Regions from separate parts of the Mus musculus genome. Here region 2 is linked to region 1. Evidence: chromatin contacts called from public HiChIP or PLAC-seq data. All regions are on one chromosome and are shown on one strand. The core of a region is the stretch at or near the end of the contact, and the rest is flanking DNA. Distances in the headings are between cores, read along the strand shown. Region 1 has its middle 13 kb from the start of Gm13710. Region 2 holds the start of Clp1 (CLP1, cleavage and polyadenylation factor I subunit).

What was found. HiChIP or PLAC-seq counts read pairs in DNA pulled down with a chosen protein or histone mark.
Region 2: a contact with region 1 is called in an HNF4G HiChIP or PLAC-seq map of pancreatic cancer cells. The contact joins the promoter of Clp1 here to the enhancer-like site in region 1. A contact is called at or near these places in 4 of 39 promoter capture datasets (cranial neural crest, frontonasal cranial neural crest, liver and 1 more), 6 of 115 datasets of contacts at active chromatin or transcription factors (bone marrow-derived macrophages, craniofacial prominence, epiblast stem cells and 2 more) and 3 of 9 other capture datasets (adipose tissue, liver and macrophages).

Annotation. Positions count from the first base shown.
Region 1 is chr2:84,516,811-84,522,609 of GRCm38.p6, reverse strand. No RefSeq gene overlaps it. Among named protein-coding and RNA genes, the nearest start is that of Gm13710, 13 kb to the right of the region's middle. RefSeq lists an enhancer at 1,807-4,645. Within about 2 kb of position 2,834, at least 108 of the 459 cell types and tissues checked have an H3K27ac peak or open chromatin away from gene starts, as enhancers often do. A contact at or near this core is called in adipose tissue, craniofacial prominence, liver and 1 more, where this site is marked.
Region 2 is chr2:84,725,212-84,730,424 of GRCm38.p6, reverse strand. It overlaps Clp1 (CLP1, cleavage and polyadenylation factor I subunit), which reads left to right and starts at 3,138. Exons shown (of 3, transcript NM_133840.3): 1 at 3,138-3,262; 2 at 4,269-4,896. The coding sequence starts at 4,291.

The DNA of each region.
Region 1 (5,799 bases), core at 1,585-4,084:
GCTTTCGATGCTTCTTTGTGTGGCAGCCTTCTTCCTCAAAGTGGTTGCTCCTGACTCTATGTCCTGGCATCTGCAGTGTCTTCTTTTCTTTCTCTCTGTGAATTGCTCTGGCTTAGCTCCATCTCTTTCTATCTAGTCACAGACATCCGAGTCATGTCAAAGTGGTCTGGAGATGTGATAGCTCTTTGTTTTCTGTGTCTCAAGAATCAGAATGAAGTCAGGCAGTGGTGGCACACATCTTCAATACTGGCACTTGGGAGGCAGAGGCAAGAGGATATGATATGAGTCCAGACCATTCCTGCTCTGCAGAGTGAGTTTCAGGACAGCCAGGGGGACACAGAGGAAGTTTGTCTTAAAAAACAAAGACAAATGAGAATCAAAATGAAAGTCTTTCTGTCAGAGAGTTATGGTTGTTTGCATTACGTGAGAACAACTCTCCTAGTCAGGCATGGTGGCGCAGGCTTTGTAAATCAAGAGTTCAAGATAGTTCTCCACTACATGAGACCCAGTCTCTACCAGCCAACCTACCAAGAAAGCCTCCTAGAAATTAAGAGAAACCAAGTATGTAGTCAAAGAGCTTAGGACAAAGGAAGTAGAGAATGTGTGATGAATATTCATAGGAAGGCAGGAATCGACCGTGCTCTTCTGAGGTACACGATGGGTTATGTCTACACAAATACTCAGCATCCCATGGCATCTTGCAGAGACGTTCTTAGGTTCACGGGCCATCATCTAAGTTGTTCATATAGAATGCGTGGCTGCTCACAACGCTCTGGTAAGCAGGTGTTTCTGGTCAGACACATTCGTCCTATCTTCTGTGACTCTCTGATGGAGTAGCTGTTGGCTCAGGTAGAAAAGATGAGAAAGTAGAAAAGATGTGTGTGTGTGTGTGTGTGTGTGTGAGAGAGAGAGAGAGAGAGAGAGAGAGAGAGAGAGAATATAGTACAGAGTTAAAGCTCATTTTCCCACCTACATTGTTGTCTAGATTTGTCTCTTCCTCTTTCTTTCCTGTTATCCACTTGATAAGCATTTTTGATTTGGGCATTGCAATTTGACCCACAATCCTTTCTTCTCCCTGATGACACACAAGGAGCCCAATTTGTACCAATTTGTCCATCTAATATGCAGCATCGTGCCTTATCCCAGCTGTTGCTTTTTGTGGGAAACCTAGGGTGAGGCATCTGGGTTCCTAAGTCATTTGGAACTGATTTTTCTCCTCATCCACTGTGTTCCCTAAGCCTTAGCCCAAGAATTGTCTGTTCTGTCTTTAATGTCACCCTTTTGTTGTGGCTGCCCAGGTATGCTCTCTGGCTGGATTCCACTTCCCTGTTTCCACCCAATTCTGGCCTAGTGCTCAGAATATCAACCTCTCACACTCTTCTTCCTCCGATCCCTGGCTGTTACAGGATACTTGAACCTGTTTCTAGTTAGGGTGTGGCTCAGCCCTTAGCACTTACCTTTGATCCCAAACAATGAAAGTCAAGCTAGTTTGTAGAAGGAAGCACCCATGTTTGAAAGTGAATCAGAGAAAGATCTGACAGAATGCGGAGGTAGGTCCGACTTTCACGAGACAGGAAGCTACTTAAGGGAGAGACAGTAGAGGAAGAAGAGAGTACAGTGAAGGAATACAGTAGAGTTGGTGGAGAGCAGTAGCGTTGAGAGAGGAGTGGCGCAGTACAGAGAGGGAGGAGGAGGCGGATTTGCAGGGTAGAGTTTTACAGAGAACAAGCTAGGCACAGGTAAAGACAGAATGAACCAGAGAATGAGAAGGAGACAGATGATGAGAAAAGTTAGTTTGAGGCAATTCAAAGGCCAAGAGAGAAGCCAGTTTAAATCAGTCAGCTGGGAGGGGAGTTTGAGCCAGAACAGCTGAGTTGAACCAGCCAGCCAGAGTTCAGAAAGAACCAGAAAGGGGAACCTTACTCTGCAGCAAGTCTCAGAGGCTGAAACCATTCTAGGCCTAGATTAGCAGATGGAGGCAGTAAGCCTCCCAGACAACAGCTATAACAGGGGAATAAAAGTTAAGTTGCTTTTACACCTAGGTTTTCTTGGGTTTCTTAGGGCAAGAGGTGAAGGAGTTGGCAGGGCCAATAGGAACAAGTGACTTGGAGCTGAAGAGAGAACTCAGCAAGTAAGAGCCCTTGCTGCTCTTGCAAGAGGTCCCAAGTTTGGTTCCCAACATCCACATGGTAGTTCAGGACTGTCTATATAGACAGTTCCAGGGGACCCTCTACTGGTCTCTGCAGGCACCAGGCACAGTCACAGTGAGCATGTACGCATGAAAGGCAAACACTCACAAACATTAAACAAAATAAAGCAAAAAAGAACTGACGACCCCAAGAAGAAAAGGGAGGAGACCAGCCCCTCTTTAGTTTTCTACCTCATGAGGAATTATTGTGTAAAAACAAAGGCTTGCCAGGAGGGAGATTTGTTTGTGTGAAGAAATGCCTTTGGGATCTGGGGTGGAGGCCTGGCATAGAAAGATCGGCAGCGCACTTAGAGAAGACAGAGGGTACACCATGGACATAGCCATGAACGCGTTCTGAAGGCCTGGCATCCCCACCTGTGCTGTGACATCACACGCTTCTTCCCTAGTGACCCCATTCACTGCCACATTATACAGTCCAATTGTGAGCCGTGTGCGGGTGTTTATCTTTATTGTCGCCCTGGCTGGCCTTGGAACCACTCCCATTTCCTTCTCTCCTCATACGTAGTAGGAAAGGCATACAAGGCACATGCCAAACCATGAACAAAGGTTAACCTGGCACAGTGGAATACGTTAAGCTTTTCCCCTTTCATCCTTGTTTGGTGTGTCTCAATTCTTTTCAACGGTCAGGTACGTACTCTGCCAAGTTTCCACTCCACTCTCTCAAGAACCTAAGAGTCCAGACTGACCTGCCTATCTGACGTGAGGGAGACAAGGTGACTACTGAAACCGTGGAGCAAACACTGGCCTATTCCAGACAAATCCCGGAAACAGTTTCCCGAGTGTAAACAGAAGCAAAGCCTGTGGAATGCAGGCTGAGAGGGAAAGTAGATCTCTGTATTTATTTTGGGGGCAGTCTCTAAAGGGGAAAGGCATGCCTGTAGATTTGACTTTCCCAGAGGTTCAAACCAGCACAAAGTTACCCACAGGGAAAGATGCGGCAGCAAAGGAGTGCTGTGACTGCCGGGGCCGTGGGGAAGAGCAGGGTCTGGAGATGATTAAAGCCAGAATCTCCAGAGAGGAGATTCATTCTAGGTGATGAATCGGAGAATTGATTGTCTTTTCTTATTGAAGGCTACACTAATCAGGAAGAGTGGATCTGTCTGGAGAGGGAACTGTAGTGGAAACAACGTAAAACACGGGGCTCTAGGATCATAGATATAGGCTGTCTCAAAGACAATTAGACCTTTCAGCTGAAGGAATGAGACATACTACACCAAGCTTAGAGTCATCTTAAATGGGTGTGTGAGTTCCGAACTAGTTTTGGTATTCAAGTTTGGTTATTTGTACAAAGGATGAATTTACCTTTCAATAGGCTGTTGTCTTCCCTTGGTATCCGCTAGCCAACTGGGACTTCATTTATTTCTAAAACAGTACAAGGCTCTTTTGGTTTCACCTACAAAAGTGAATGGGCCTCTGTATTTCAAGGTTGCACATTTTCTGTTCTCTTTAAGCAGAGATAAGGACTCCGGGGCTGCGGAATACAATAGGCTATTCTTGTAACTCAGCAGAGCCGGGCACTGTGAGTAATCTCTGCTCTTGACCCTACACCCACCTTGAAGCAGAAACTTGTATCACATCCCCCAAAACAAATCCATTGTAAGAAAGGAATAATGAGTAATGACAACTTTACTGACTGTTTCTTGGGGAGACAGAAAAGATCTCTGTATCCTGTGGAGGTAGTTTTGATTTATAACAAAGCATAATAAAAAATTTCATGAGACATTCATGCTCTTTTTTCTCCTAAGGAGAAAGGTTTCACATTCTTTTCTAGCTTTCTTCTTATTTTGGTATTCATAAGCAAAACATGATGTAATCTTTTAAAAATCTCTCATCCTCCCATCTATCCCTCTGCCTGGCCATTGACAGGCTTTGCCTTTAAGAGGACGGTGAGGTCTAGTGTTTGGGAGAAGAATCAAGAAATTACTAATTCACTTAAAATCTGCTAATAACTCATGATGAGTGGAAACAAGCAATGCCCCACTCCTTGTGGCATTCCCTGATCTTGTCAATATTGGGTTTCCTTTGGACATGGGAACTTTGACTTATACAATATTTTTAATTTATTCTTTGGTAATTTTAAGGGTAATCAATGTATTTTGGCCATATTAGTCTTCCAGTTTCCCCTCCATCTATGGATCTATGGATCCATCCATCCATCTATCCATCATCCATCATTTCATTAAGTGTTATTGAACATTCACTTTATTCAAGGGAAGGCTAAAAACAGTGATAAACAGAACTGATGAAATTCATGTGCACTTGTGTTAAAGGAACAGAGCGGCTATAACTATATAAGAGTATCTAATGGTGGTAAATTCTTTGAAAGCAATTCTGATATTTGGTGAATAACAAAGGCCTTCTTAGTGATGTGACATTTGCTGACTTAAACTTTCAGGCCTCATAAAACAAAATTATAATTGACATCTCCCCAACCTTTCAAATTTGGAATTTTGGAGTCAGCATACTAAAATACATTGTTCAACTCCTATGAGAGATACAAAGGAATCAAACGCAAGATGGTCAGATTTCTTCTATAAAGGGACAGACAATATGATTGCTGGCTTTGTAGGCTTTGAGGGCTCTGTCTGCTGCTTATTACACAGAAAAGGAACACTTTCTGTGTTCATATATATCTTCACAAAAACGGGGGAGCCTGTTCTGCACCTATTAGCTGCAGTTTCCCGACCTTTGAACTAGGTTGAGCTTTAAATTTCTTCAAATTGATATCATCAGCTCTTTTCTTCCATGAGCAGAGCTTCTTTCTGTAAATAATCCTTTTCTTGATCATTATTTTTTCTTAAGATAATTCAAATTACAGTAGTCTAATCTGGAAAATTTATACAGGCTATGTGATGGTAAATTTTGATTTTCAGATTGGCACAGTATTGAATAACCTGAATGGATGTCAATGAGAGACTATTCAGATGAGCTTGCCTATAAGGGCAAGCGTATGGGGGATTATCTTGACTAGTTGAGGATTTATCTGCTGTGAATAACGCTATTCCTGATTATGAATGTGATATGACTACCTGTTTTCCCCTCAATGATGAACTCTAACCTGGAATATTGAGTTAAAACAAATCTTTTCTCCCCTAAATTGCCTTTGTTAGAGTGTTTTTATCATAGCAGCATGAAGTGAAACTGTAGTATTTTGAGTGTGAATGGTCCCCATAGGTTTATATATTTGAACACTTGGTCCCCAGTAGGAGGTATGTCCGTGAGGATAGGCTTTGAGGTTTCAAAAGTCCATGTATTACCAGTTAGCTCTCTCTCTCTCTCTCCCCCTATTCTCTCCCTGTCTTTCTCTCTCTCTCCTTTCCTCCCTTCCTCCCCCCCTCCCTGCCTCTCCTTATGAACAGGGACATAAGCTCTCAGCTACTGCTCCAGTACTTGCCAGCTCCATCTCCAGTGCTGCCATGCTTCCCACCACGATGGTCGTGGACTCACCTTCTGAAACTGTAAGCCACAATAAACTAATTCTTCTATAAGTTAGTTGCCTTGCTCATGATGCTCTGTTAGGTAACTAAAATAGAAACTATGATGTGCTATGAAAGACATGACCTTGTGGCTTTTAAACCATTAGAGCTGTT
Region 2 (5,213 bases), core at 1,889-4,388, 210 kb before region 1:
AGAGAAAGGTAGACCAGAAAGTTCCCCTGATCTCTCAGTTCAAATTCATCATGTGGGCAAGGATGAACAAAGTATTCACCTGCTTTAAAAACCAAACAAGGGTTGGAAAGATGGCTTAGCAATTGCAGCTCACAGTTATTGGTAACTCCAGTTCCAGGAAATCAGGCCTCTTCTGATCTAGAAGCGCATCAGGCATGCACACAATGCACACACATACTTGTGGACAAAACACTCTTCTACATAAAAATATGTGGGGCAGTTGTGGTTCACACCTTTAGGTCCAACATTCAAGAGGCAGAGGCAGAGAAGATGGATCTCTGAGTTCAAGGCCAGCCTGGTCTATGGAATGAGTTCCAGGAAAGCCAGGGCTACACAGAGAAACCCTTTCTTGAAAAACTGAAACAAACAAACAACCCCAAATCACAAACAAACAGTGTGGGTTGGGTGGAGTAGCTGAAGAGTTGGCTCATGGGTTAAGGGCACTTGTTGCTCTTGCAGAGGTCCTGGATTTGATTGCCACATGGCCTGCTCACAAACATCCAGTGCTCCATCATCTTCTGACTTCTGCAGGTGCCAAGTATGAGCGTGGTCCACATATATACACACAGGCAAAACACTCACACACATACATCTTAAAAAAGAAACCCAGAAAACCTGTAAAATGGAGGTTACAGTTATAACTACAACATAGGATTCTACCTGGGATTAAATGAATATATACCCATACAGCCATGGAACAACACCTAACAGCTAACACTGTGTAATTGTTTGCCCATTATTAGAAACTGATCCGGCCCCCTAAGCTCTTGGTTTAAATGTTTTAGTTATGATTCTCTCGTTGCTATAATCAAATGTTTGACAAAAAGCAACTGAAAGGAGGTTTTTATCTTGATGAATGGTTCGGGAGACAGAGTCAGTCAACACGGGGAAGACATGGCAGTGGCAATGGCATGCAGCTATGGTGGTGAAAACTTGCTTACGTCTGGCCAGATCAGGAAGTAGACAGAGAGGAATGTGGGTCCTTTTTTTGTTTTGTTTTGTTTTGTTTTGTTTTTCGAGACAGGGTTTCTCTGTGTAGCCCTGGCTATCCTGGAACTCACTCTGTAGACTAAGCTGGCCTCGAACTCAGAAATCCACCTGCTTCTGCCTCCCAAGTGCTGGGATTAAAGGCGTGCACCACCACCACCACCCGGCTGGAATGTAGGTCCTTAAGTGGCCTTTCCTTTTCCTCTTCTGATTCAGTCCAGGACCTCAGGCCATGAAATGGAGCTGTCCACATTCAAGGCAAATCTTCCTCTTCAGTTGCATTTTTCTGAAATCCTTTCACAGATACACCCAAAGTTGCACCACCCTTGGTGTCCAAGGACTGATTCAATTAAGTTGGCAAAAGAAATGAACCCTTGCCAGGCGTGGTGGCATACGCCTTTAATCCCAGCACTTGGGAGGCAGAGACAGGAGGATTTCTGAGTTCAAGGTCAGCCTGGTCTACAGAGTGAGTTCCAGGACAGCCAGGGCTACACAGAAACCCTGTCTCGAAAAACCAAAAAAAAAAAAGAAATGAACCATCAAAAAAAAAAAAAAAAAGAAAAAAAAAAAGAAAAAAAAAAAGATCTACCTTTAAGCCTTTAAATCCACCTTTAATGTTTTTAAATCCAGTACTCTGGGGGCAGAGGCAAGTGGATCTCTGTTTGAGGCCAGTCTGGTGTATGTAGTGAGTTCCAAGACAGCCAGAACAGTGAAGACACTGTCTTAAAACAGCAGCAGCAGTAGTAGCAACAAAAACAACAAAAGTCTACCTCTACTAATAACTGAGTTCTTGAGCAAATGTCACTGATTAGCCTAGTTTTCTCCTCAGATGAAATTGGAGATGTTATACCTACCTGGGTTTGTTGGGTATTTTTTTTTTTTTGTTTTTTTGTTTTTTTTTCGAGACAGGGTTTCTCTGTATAGCCCTGGTTGTCCTAGAACTCACTTTGTAGACCAGGCTGGCCTTGAACTCAGAAATCCGACTGCCTCTGCCTTCCAAGTGCTGGGATTAAAGGCGTGCGCCACCACTGCCCGGCTTGTTGGGTACAGTGACACAGACACCTGGAACTACTTTGAAAAATGTATAAACAGATATTATAGTCTCCCCAGTCTATAATAAAAACTTAAGGCTAACATCAGATACTTTCTATATTATAGGCATTGTGCTTAGCACATATGTCTCATCTAATCTTCAAAACAACTTTAGGAGGTTGAATACTGTTATTATTCCCATTTTATAGACAAGAGATGTCTCAGGGAAAGGGAGCCTGTCAGGCAGTAAAATAATATAAGTTTCCAAAGGCCATACTCATGAAGTGGATTATAGGCGTGGAACCAGTTAGCAGTGGTGTCAACGATTTTGAATAACTGTCAGATGTGCATAGAGAAACAGTTTAGAATCTGGCAGAAGTTGTTGGATAATGACTGATTCATAAGATAAACGAAAGAAATCATAGGACTTTTATTCTATATTTACTAAAGTAAAAAAATCAGCCTGGTTATTGGCTTAAGTCTGTAAATCCCAGAAGTCAGATCAGAGGCAGGAGAATCTCATGGAGTGCCAGGTTGGCACCTTGAGCATACAGAGGAGGTGGGGGTGGGGGCAGGGAGAGAGGGAGAATTACACTTTGTTTCTTCTATGTGCCAGTTCCGCATAGACTCAAATGGGTACTGCTTGACCTGATGTGTGTGTGTTCGCGTGCGCGTGCGCGTGTTTCTGCCACTTTCCAGCTGCCTGGGTCTCCGGCTTAGGCTAACTTCCCCACTTTTTGGCTTGTGGTCTAGTCGAGCAGAGCTCTGATCTAGACAGTGATGCAATGCCTCTCCCTTTCTGGTCGCCCTTAGCTTTCCTGGACAGCAGATAGGGAGAGACCCTATAACCACCTCCCTCCCGAGGGCGAACCAGCAACTTCTCCTCTCCGCCTCCGGTCGTCTTCCCACACAAAGTGACGGCGCTGCCCCGCCCACCTCCGCGGGTCACCGAACAATCCTTGAACTATATTTCCCAGAGGGCCAAGCGGCGACGCGCGCTCACTCACTCCAAACTACAGGTCCCAAGATGCATCACGCGATCGCGTCTTCTACTACTGCGCAATTGCGGAACCGCCTTTGCTTTCCGGCTAGTATTTAGGTGAACGTTATTCGTGGTTTGCTGAGGTCCGAGGTTTGCTGAGGTCGGAGGTTTCCAGAGGTCCCAGGTTTCTGTGAAGCTGGTTTTGAGTCCGTGCCCGTATAGGTAAGGCTTAAGGATCCCAATTACCTTTGAGAAGCCCCGGCAGATTTTGGTGTCGGAGCTAACTAGACCCAGAATTGTGGTTCAGAATTAGAAATAGTAATTTAAATTTCTTTGGTAGTTTGTTGTTTGTTTGTTGTTGTTATTTCGAGACAGGGTTTCTATGTGTAACCCTGGCTGTCCTGGAACTCAGAAATCCACCTGCCTCTGCCTCCGCCTTTCAAGTGCAAGGACTAAAAGGCGTGTGCCACCACTGCCCGGCAGTAGTTTCTAATTTACAATGTTTTGTTTTTCCAACTGTGGTCCTTGTTATTCCCGGCCCAGCACCGTTACAAGAGGACGTGTAAAAGCCCACCATATAGCAGCTGGGGAGTTGGTTCAGGTATTAAGTCGTTGGATTATAGTAAGTAACTACTAGTAGTCCCAGAGTTGGACATGCAACTGTTTTCTGAGTCTGCACCCAGTGTCCTGTTCTTTGCATACGATTCAGAGCTTGTTTCGTGTTGGCTAAGGGAGCTGGACAATGGGCATGTGTTACTTTGTTTTCCAATAGAGTGATGGAGGAAAGACTATGCAATTCAAATCTCCTGTTAGTTACATCGGTAGGTAGTTTTCTTTTTATGTCCTAGTCATTCACTCTTACTTTTTGTTGAGGTGTGTTACTATTCCACCTACCAGAGGCCCAGGAGCAAACAAAAATACCTTTACTGCTGGATAGTGGAGGCGCACGTGTTTAATCCCAGCACTTGGGAGGCAGAGGCAGGTGGATTTCTGAGTTCCAGGGCAGCCTGGTCTACAGAGCATTCCGGGACAGCTAGGGCTACACAGAGAAACAAACAAAACAAAACAAAACACCTTTAGCTTCTGGTTGTGGAGAGACTGGCTGTAAACAGTGAGTCTGGCAGCAATAAGAACTGCAGAAAAAGATAAAGGGACTAAACCAGTGGAAGATTTTTTTGAATAGTGGCCTGATGTGGTGATTTAATCAAATGTTTAATTTGGGTCCTAGGCACGTCAGCTTTACTGGAAAGATGAGCGAGGAATCCAATGATGACAAGAAGCCAACGACTAAGTTTGAACTAGAGCGAGAAACAGAGCTTCGATTTGAGGTGGAGGCCTCTCAATCGGTTCAGTTGGAGTTGTTGGCTGGCATGGCGGAGATCTTTGGCACAGAGCTGACCAGAAACAAGAAATTCACTTTTGATGCTGGTGCCAAGGTGGCTGTTTTCACTTGGCATGGCTGTTCTCTGCAGTTGAGTGGCCGGACTGAGGTGGCTTATGTCTCTAAGGACACCCCTATGTTGCTTTACCTCAACACTCATACAGCCTTGGAGCAGATGCGGAGGCAGGCAGAAAAGGAAGAAGAGAGAGGTCCCCGAGTGATGGTAGTAGGTCCTACTGATGTGGGCAAGTCCACTGTGTGTCGACTGCTACTCAACTACGCAGTGCGTTTGGGCCGCCGTCCTACTTACGTGGAGTTAGATGTAGGCCAGGGCTCTGTGTCCATCCCTGGTACCATGGGGGCCCTGTACATTGAGCGTCCAGCAGATGTGGAAGAAGGTTTCTCCATCCAGGCCCCTCTTGTGTATCATTTTGGCTCCACCACGCCTGGCACCAACATCAAGCTTTACAATAAGGTCAGAACTGGAATTTAAGAGGGGGTGGAGGGAAAAGTTACAATCAGGGTAGGAAGTAGGGAACTTTGTTACTTAGAACTGCAAAATTTTCCTTTTGAATATAATTGCCTTTCTTATTTTTATTTTTTGGTGTGGTATTACTGCCACCTGATTTCATAAGATCATTTTAACATAAGTCAGCTGTAGACTGCATAGCATCTTGTGGCATTATTCGTAGTAACTCATTATTAAGAGGTAAAACAGGAAGCAGGGGGCTTGGAGACATGGCTCAGCAGTTAAGAGTCTGGCATATGCTGGGCAGTGGTGGCTCACACCTT